Linked DNA regions of Triticum aestivum: region 1 is linked to region 2. The links are chromatin contacts, called in public Hi-C maps. All regions are on one chromosome and are shown on one strand. The core of a region is the stretch at or near the end of the contact, and the rest is flanking DNA. Distances in the headings are between cores, read along the strand shown. Region 1 has its middle 29 kb from the start of LOC123134194. Region 2 holds the start of LOC123137347 (ribosomal RNA small subunit methyltransferase nep-1).

Region 1 (4,738 bases), core at 2,151-4,650, 230 kb before region 2:
TAGTGCTCAGGCAAAGCCCTGCGCGGATCACTTCACCATCACCGTCACCACGCCGTCGTACTGACGGAACTCTCCCTCGACACTTTGCTGGATCAACAGTTCGAAGGACGTCATCGAGCTGAACGTGTGCAGAACTCGGAGGTGTCGTACGTTCGGTGCTTGATCGGTTGGATCAAGAAGACGTTCGACTACACCAACCACGTTAAGCAAACACTTCCGCTTTCGGTCTACGAGGGTACGTGAACACACTCTCCCCTTTTCGTTGCTATGCATCTCCTAGATAGATCTTGCGTGAGCATAGGAAAATTTTGAAATTGCATGCTACATTCCCCAACACGGAGACCCAGTCAGACGGCTATCTCCTCCTCGTTTGTGCAAGGGCGAGGTCCCAGTTGACTGACCAGGAGTTGCCGGACTCGGATCCATTGTCCGCCATGCCGAAGTGAAAGATCATCGAGGAAGAGCTGCCCGAAGAGGACTGAAAGTGGAGTGGTGTGGCAAAAATGGCTAGGGCTTGACCCGGGGTGCAGATATGGACGGGATATATGTGGGGTTGGGTTGGACAGGTCTGATGTGCTGGACACGCTTGGGCATGTTCGGGGCACAAAATCCTTGCCACTTGAGCTAGGTTTGAGGGGCGTTGGACAACCAAGACATTTGGGCTCACTTTGTAGGGATAGGTTGGATCGAGCTTTTTGATCCGGGTGGTGTTTAGGTTGTCGGCCCGGCCACTAAAGGAAGGTTTAAGATGTCATGTTATAGCTGCTCTTTACCTAAACGAGACACACACCCCCAAAACAAAAAAAGGGCAGCCCATGTAGACTGCAGTTTTTTAGTGTTCGGAAACTTAGAATATCCCCTGTTTTTTACTTTATTTTTTCCTTCTAGATTTTACTTTGTTTTTTCTTTTATTTTCTTTTATGTTTTTTTTTGAAAAATCATGATATTTTTCCAATTCATGAACTTCTTAGATGTGCAAACATATTTTAAAATTTATAAATATTTTAAAAATCCATAATCATTTTTCAAATCATGAATAATTTATAAATTCACGAACATATTTTAAATTCTTAAACTTCTTGAGAACCCTTTCCAATTCCGTAGTTTTCTTAAAAACATTATGTATATTTCTAGAATTCATAATTAAAAATTTATATATTTTTTAAGTTCTTGAAGTTTTCTTTTTTGCGTTGTTGAATGTATGACTTATTTTTGTCTATAAAATATCAGATTTGGTCTTTTCCCGCGAACTAGTAGCGAGCTGCTATGTGCTGCGGGACCTATGTCTCGCTTTTAGCGAGACCCAATACGTCTCGCCGACTAGGGGCTGTTATTGGGCCGGCCCGATATTATAGTTGCACGTGAGTTTTTTTCCCTTCTGTGGGGTTTTATCGTTTCCCCGCACTATTTTGCATTGTTTTTTTACAGTTTTCTTTGGCTTCGCCATTCTCTTTTCTTTTTTATTTGGTTTTCTTCGTTTCTTTCCTCAGTTTTGTTAATTTTTTTATTTCCATTTTTTTATTTTCCTTTTATCACAACAAGTCTTGTTTTTTGTATACATCAAGAACAATTTGTATGCACAATTAACATATTTTCAAATATATATTTTGATGTCCACTTTTATACATAAAAGTTGTTTATTTTTTGTATACATATTAAACATTTTTATATAAGTTTAGCATATTTCAAACCATGAATTTTATTTTCAAAAACATGTTTGGAACAGTTTTTTTTCAAGTCGAAGTAGAAACATATTTTTGTACAATATGAAACATCTATTTTAATCTATAAGAACATTTTCACCTTGTATAAACATTTTAAAAATGCCATAAACATTTGTTTGAAACATGTGAACATTTTTCTAAAATATAACATACATTTTTCTGAATGTTGTGAAAGACTTTCTTGAATTATACAAACAATTTTTTACATTGTGTTACATATTTTTTTAACTGTCACATACATTTATTTGAAATGTTTGGACATTTTTAAATGCCACATAAATATTTTTTACACTGCATGAACATATACTAAATGTGTGACAAACACTTCTAACAAAATTATTTTCCCATATTATATTTATTTAGTATTTTTAAAATATAATAATGCAAAAAAAAGTACGCGCGTGACATCAACATGGTGTGAACAAACCTGTAGTCGCATGGTTAGGTGGACAGTTTTATCTCCGGCCCACCAGAGTTCAAGCCCTAGAGTTCACACTTATGCTCACATTTTCTGGATTTATTCTAGACCTTCCGGCAATGTGCATTCAGTGGGAAGAGACATTCCTGTCATCTACGATGATGTCTGTGGCGACTTTTGTCAACCTCAATATGATGTGTCGGCTCAGTTTTTCGGAGATGCTCGTACGGATAAGGTGTGTGTGTGTGTGTGTGTGTTCATAGGATGAGTATGCGTGCATATGTATGAGTCTGCGTCTGTACTATGTTTAAAACAAAGACCACATGGTATTGAGTTGGTCCAGACGACACTCTCTTCCGCCTCCCATAGTAAAGCGAACCAAAGGTTACCCCCTTGTGGGGTCCCTCTAAGGGTCACTTTGAGCGCCCATACGTCCAGCCCGCCACCACATGTTGTGTGCTGGACGCTTCCTTTGGATTTCTTTTTTACGTGCTTTATGGCTTTAGATTTTTTTTTCTGGGAATTTTTATATTCCGCCTAGTTTCCACTTTGTTCTGACGGGATCATTTTTGCAGGAAAATATATATTCTTTGCTTCCATGAGAAGAACAGAAATTTTTGTGCTTTCTTGGGAAGCATAGATTTGCTTCCGCGAGAAGCACCGGAAAAATAAACTTTGCTTCCACGAGAAGGAAAAAGCGCAACTTGTGTTTCTAAAAAAAATGTGATGCTGCACCGTGCTTCCAAGCTCCCCTTTTTCTGTATTCTTTTTATTTACGTGAACCGTTCCTTTGTTTTTTGTTCTTTCTTTCGGTATTCCTTTTTGTTGTTGATTCTTTTATGAAAAAGGTTCGTCAAAACTTATTAAGATGTGATCCAGTTTTGAATATCTCGATGCGAGAAATCTAACAATGAAAACGGTTCTGGACACATGGTTCAAGATATAAAAAGCTTTGATAAAAAAAACCTATGAAGAAAAGGAAAACTTTCGGATGGGGAACAAGTAACACATATGAAGTGCGCCATTTGTCAAATCATAGAAGATGAAAGAGTGCCCTTTGCAACGGGTACATATTAACTTGTGATTTCGTAAACGCTGATGGGTCATGGTGTACCTAGTGATGCGGGCGAGTGCTACCACCAATTCGGGCAGAGACGTGTCAAATTGTATAGGAGGTCTCACTGCTTGGTATATGCCGATCCGAGGGGTTCTATATGTCGGTTGCTGCGGCAGCGGGCTCTCCTTCGCACAGGGTGCCTCCTTGACTGGGTCGGCCCATTTGCAGATTGCACAATAAAAAATCCCAAAAAACAAGAGTGCGTGAGAGGATCAAACACGGGACCTCCTAGTCAGCGCCTTTGGCGCCGCTTAGGGAAATCAGCGCTCAAGCATGGTGCGCGTATGGGCCGGCCCAAAGAAAGGCTACCGTTCCCTTGCCTCGCTATGCTCAGGAGGATCAGTGGCTTTTCTCTAAAAGAACGAGGATATAAGACTTCCTTTTCCTGTTCGCACAGTGACATGGCCGTTGGTTTTATATATAGTTTAATTTAAAGAATTGGTGCACTCAAAAAATAAAACAAACCACAAAGTCAAAAAAAAGTATAATTTTTAAAAATCGATTTTGATTTTTGTTCGTAAATTTGCAAAAAAGTTCATCAGAATTTTTTAAAAAATTATAAAATTTTGAAAAAGCTCATCCAATTTGAAAAGAAAACCACAGATTTTGAAAAAGTTCATCAATTTGAGAAACAAGTTCATTGGATTTGAAAAACAGTCATGGATTTTTGAAAAGTAGTTCACAAATTCAAAAAGGTTCATGGATGTGAGAAAAGTTCATCGATTTTGATAAAGAAAATCACAAATTTGGAAAAAATGAAAAAGAATAAACATAAATAAAAGAAAAGAAAAGAGGAAAACAGAAAAGAATAAAAGGATGTAACTAATCACATTCGGGTGGTTGCCTGGTTGCGTACCTTAAGCAGGCGTCGTATCAAGTGCATCCGGGGTGGGTCGTGCATCCCTGTATCCATCGCCTCCTCAGCCGGCCGATCACCATCTCACGCACTGGATCAAAAGCAATAGAAAACTGCAAAAACACGCCCGCACCAGCTCTAGGTTATGTGTGCTAATTTGCTAATAACCCCTTGGGGGAATCAGCTCTCCTAATCCCCTGCTCCCCGTCTCCCTAGACCGCAACATGCAGCGCAACGACAACCACGGCCTTGATGGCATGCATCTACAAGGACACTTGCCACGACGGAATTCATCTGCCGAGATGATCTCCACAACGGATCGCCCCAACAGAATGTATCCCTGAACTCCCCTGAGCATGGTGGACACATCCTCGACACGTGATACGCTGCAGCCGATCATCACGGCGGCTCCTGTTATAATGGGTGTTTTTTTTAGAATCTGTTGTTATGGATGTTGAACATGTATCAACAGTGATGTATGGATCTTGCGTGCCCCTGTTTCTCCATAATTCAACTGGTGACCCAGAGTATGCCTCCCCATCTAGCCATCAGGACGCACATCTGACTTGCCTAAAAATGCTACCGTAGCAGAATACGAACTGAACTGCAGTACGGTGCATGGA
Region 2 (4,642 bases), core at 1,743-4,242:
TAGATGTTTTTTGTAAAACAAGCTAGTCATTCTGAGTTGTGAAATAGTAATCACAAGTGAAATTATAATATATCATTGTGAAACTGATTATTTTGGAAATGTGGAATAATTTATTTCAAAAGAGTGAAACGGGTTATTTGAGCAATGTCCGATTGAAAAATATATTATTTTTGTGAAACAAGCCTGTAGAAAGAGAAATGTAGGCTCTAAATTTTGAAGTAGCCACATAAATTGAAGTTGTAATCTGGCATTGTGAAACTGATTATTTGAAAATGTGAAATAATTTATTTCAAAAAAGTGAAATAGGTTATTTCAGGAATGTGCGATTGAAATAGTTGTTATTTTTGTGAAATAAGCCAGTGGAAAGTGAAATATAGGTTTAGAATTGTGAAATAGCACCTACAAAAAATTAAATTGTAATTTATCAATGCGAAATTGATTATTTCAAAATGTGAAATGTATGTTCGAATTTAAATGTGGTTGAACAATATTCAAGATTGGTCTCATTTTAAAGATTTTGGCGCAAGGAGTTCAAATATGAAAAAAGTTTATAAAATGAATATATGGTTTAAAATATATGGGAGAAGCGAGCGAGAGAGTGAGTCTGCCATATTATTGTTGTCATGCATGTAAAGTACAGTTGTGAGCCTGATACGGAAATACCTATATTTCATAAACAAGAAAAAACTTTCTTATACAACACATGGGTAATTATACGGTTCGAGGTGTGAGTAGCCGATTGACTAGGCAGGTGCTCGTAGGTAGCTCAATTTTCCACTTTCCAGCAGTCTTGCATGTGACTTCCATTGGATCTCTAATATTGATCACTAATGTGGGTTTTCGTGCTAAATAATACTCCCTTCCTCCTAAAAATTTTGTCCTTACTTAGACAAATCTAAAATAAGAATTTTGAGACGAAGGAAATATTACTACTCTGTGTCTCAATTGGGACCTCGGGTGTTCATACTTCAACCATGGCGTACCCATGCTATTATTACGGCCCCATGAGCCAATATGGCTGGCTGAAATCTCAATGAAGCTATCCAGCAATGGCAGCCTTTCAGAAAAAAAAATTCCAACAATGACAAGGTCGACCTGATCGATGCTGATCCTAATAATGGAGTCGGCGCAGGAAGATCCGCCATGAGCATACCATATCAATCAATTTGTAGCGTGTCGCGATGGAGAACCTGGCTTCGGCCACGGGCATAGTGTAACCTTGTTGCGGCGCGAACATTTGCGTGGGAATCAGCATTATCCCCTAAAAACTAGCCAAAGCCAACCCGTTGGTGACAGCAAATCCCCCGGGCACATGGGGAAAGCTCCGGTTTGGATATATCATACATGTGCTCAGAGCGCGGCTCCGGCAAATTAGGTTGCTTGATGGATCGCGTTTTCGGTTCACTGCTACGTAGTAGTATTTAAATCGTGCGATCAAGGATCATGTTCTTTTCTTTTTCCGGAATCACAGATACATGCATGTTTCCGCATGATACATGTTAAATCATGTAGCCAGTTAGCATGACGTAGAGCTAACTAGCTAAAAGCATCCACGACCGATTTGGCAAACTCTATCCCTCAAACGCCCGCGGGCGCGTCCGTGGACAGTGACCGGTTACTCCTCAAAAAAAGCATTTTATATCCGGATATCTACCCCGCAAAAAAAAAAATATCCGGATATCTCAAATTAGAAACCACAAATTCATATTATTACATGCAACGTAACGATCTTTAATCGGAGCTTGTCCGGTCACCGTGGCCATGTCCGGCGACTGGCTGCGCTCCCCAAAATGCTGGTCCGGTCGCCGGCAAAGTAGAGTAGGGCATGGGACACGAGCCGACTCACATGACTCAATGCGCCGCCGTCTCCCATGCCATACTCTTCCTCGTCGCAGCCTGGAACCCGTTGGGTGCCGGTGGGCGTCAGATCGATGACAGATCCGTCCGGGGACGAGCCATCGACGTCCACCACGATGTGGTTGCGGCACCCGGACTGATGCGTCATATGGGCGTCGGAGAATGCGACTCCGCCTCGCCGACGTCTGCCGCCGCCTCCTACGCCCGGTGCCTTGTACGGCGGGCACGTCGTGCCATGGCCTCGTGGGACGATGGTGCGTCACGAATATCAGCGCGCCACCGGAGGAGTTGCGCGTCCGACAGCGCGTTCAGACGCCAGACGGACCGCACAACCTCCGACGAGGCAGCTACGGCTGCCCTAGTGCTATTTGGGCGGACGCAATGGATTCCTGACGGATGGAGTCCGAGCGCAGCTGTGCACGGGCCTCATCCCCGGGCGCGGTGGAGTGCAAGTTGTACGTCCATCTCCTCCTCGGGGCCGCGTGGGATGAGCTCGGAGTCGACGGATCTGAAGGTGAAGGATTCGGATCCACCGTCCGCCATGCTGGAGACGACCGGAAGGAGTAGGAGACTAGTTTGGGTGCCGGATGAAAGTGAAGGGGAGGAGAGTGAAGTGGCTGGGGTTTGGTCCGGTGAGTGGATGGAAAGGATTTATGTGGGTCGGGTGGGCCAGCGTGGCCCAGGTCCGACGTGATAGGCATGCCAAGACGCTCCATACTTGTTCCATTTTTGGGTTGGATATGAAGGGTGCTGGTCAGACCAGGCGTTTGAGGGCGGGTTTGAGGAGGCCGTCTGGGTCAAAAAATCATGGACAGTGACCGCGCAACCGGTCCGGACGTACAAGGCGGGTTCGTGGCGCTCGGCCGTGGATGCTCTAAGGTGCCGTTTTGTTTCGTAGCTAACCTAGCAGTGGACCGTTCGGCTGAGTGAAAAATTAACGATCGATGAATTCAGAAATCGGGGATCAGACAATTTGTCCCGCTTGAGACAATCGGGGATCGTGCAGCTTTGAGCGGAGCCCGTGAGATGCCGCAACCGCCCCCCACCTGCACCCCCGCGAGCGTCGGCGCCGTCCGTTCCGGTGCCATATGGTCAGCGCTTCGGATTTAGGCCGGGCGTGGTTGACAGACTTCTTTCCTTTTGGGCTGGTTGTGGTTGATGGGCATCTATTTGTTGTTGTGCGGTTCGTTTGCTTGCCTTTTGAGCCCACACAATAAGAAGAACCCCACCCCCTCAAAAAAAGAAGGGGACAAAGGAGAAGAACCCTAGGCGGCTCTCTGTGACTCAAACCCCCGCAGCCCGGCGCCGGCGCGAAGCGAAGCGAAGCGAGAAGAAGACATGGGGCGGCCGTACGCAGTCAAGGGGAAGAAGAAGCGGAAGCTGGAAGGCGGCGAAGCCTCGCGCGCCCCTCCGGCCGACGCCGAGGCGGTGGAGCAAGAGGTGAAGGAAAATGAGGAGGTGATGGAGGGGGAGGCGGCGGCAGAGGCTTTTGCCGAGGAGGTGGGGGAGGGGATCCCCATCGTGCCCCAGCCTGTCGACAGTAAGCGGCGGCCGGGCGCTATCTTCGTACTTGAGAGGGCCTGCCTCGAGGTCGGCAAAGTCGGCAAGGTATGCTGCTAGTACACTAGTATGGACTCTCGACCAATAAACCAGTGGTTTATTTCTGATGCGACCGATTATTTCTCGTTTGGTGGTCGAATTCAGACTTGGAGAAATTTGTTCGAGTAGCTGCTTTATTCATGTGGTAGTTTACTTTAACTTACGAGCACGGGAAAAGGTTGAACAAAAGCTGCACTGTCCTGAAATTGTTTGAATCCAGAAGCATCCCTGCCATAACAGTATAAGAGTGGGCTCCCAAAAAGATGCTAATGTCTTAAGCAGCAGCATACTTGCAGAATGCCACAGTTGAATTAGTGAACACAATAAATTTAATAGTGAGCCTTGAACATGTTTTGTCCTGATTTATTTGCAAGGTTTGAGTGAACACTAGGCGTAAATCTGTAATTATTTTCTTCTCTTCCCTTTTGGAGGATAGGTTATTGTGTGCATGCATGTCGTGGGCTGTGCATGAGTAGGTAGCAATGGTCAAATATTAGTGGCTGCTAGCATGTAAAGAGCAAGTGTTAGCTAATTACACCAGAGTAGTTACGTTCCTTCTACAATATCTGGTGATTAAAGAGATCAACGCCTCGTACTGAACAAAAATCCCTTATTTTATGTCACTTTTAGTGATTCTTTTAACTGTTTCTATAGGGTATGCAAATCTTGAATTCGGATGATCACGCAAATTATTTGAGGAAGCAGAATCGCAATCCAGCTGATTATAGGCCTGATATCATTCACCAGGTATTCTAAATTTCCGTCATTATTATTTTCTTTCTGATGCTGTAATATGAATAGAAAGCTGTCTTATTTATTACTACCTCCGACCCGTAAAAATGTCGCAGTTTTGAACTAAACCCAGTTCAAAACTGTGACACTTATTTTGGATCTGAGGGAGTATTATCCATCCAGAAGTTCCTGTTGTAAGTCAAAGGGAAGTAAATTTAATTTGGTTGTCAACGCGGCCTAATGCCATAGCATTTGTTTCCTCTCTTTTGGTTGTCCAACCCTGTTTGGGTCTCTGAATAGCTACAAAGTATGACTGTTCTGAATTTCTGCCAAAAATATTTTGCAGGCACTGCTTGCAATATTTGATAGCCCTCTAACTAAGGCTGGGAGGTTACAAGCTGTTTATGTTAGGACTGAAAAGGGAGTGTTGTTTGAAATCAAGCCTCATGTTCGC

The links. A called contact is a pair of places that touch in the nucleus more often than the background predicts.
Region 1: a contact with region 2 is called in a Hi-C map of root, with 8 times the contacts expected there. The contact joins the enhancer-like site here to the promoter of LOC123137347 in region 2. A contact is called at or near these places in 3 of 5 Hi-C or Micro-C datasets (leaf and root) and 1 of 1 datasets of contacts at active chromatin or transcription factors (leaf).

The regions. Positions count from the first base shown.
Region 1 is chr6B:430,937,188-430,941,925 of IWGSC CS RefSeq v2.1, reverse strand. No RefSeq gene overlaps it. Among protein-coding and RNA genes, the nearest start is that of LOC123134194, 29 kb to the right of the region's middle. Within about 2 kb of position 3,400, at least 3 of the 8 cell types and tissues checked have an H3K27ac peak or open chromatin away from gene starts, as enhancers often do. A contact at or near this core is called in leaf and root, where this site is marked.
Region 2 is chr6B:430,705,314-430,709,955 of IWGSC CS RefSeq v2.1, reverse strand. LOC123137347 (ribosomal RNA small subunit methyltransferase nep-1) reads left to right here and starts at 2,992. Exons shown (of 7, transcript XM_044557061.1): 1 at 2,992-3,465; 2 at 4,111-4,203; 3 at 4,535-4,642. The coding sequence starts at 3,196.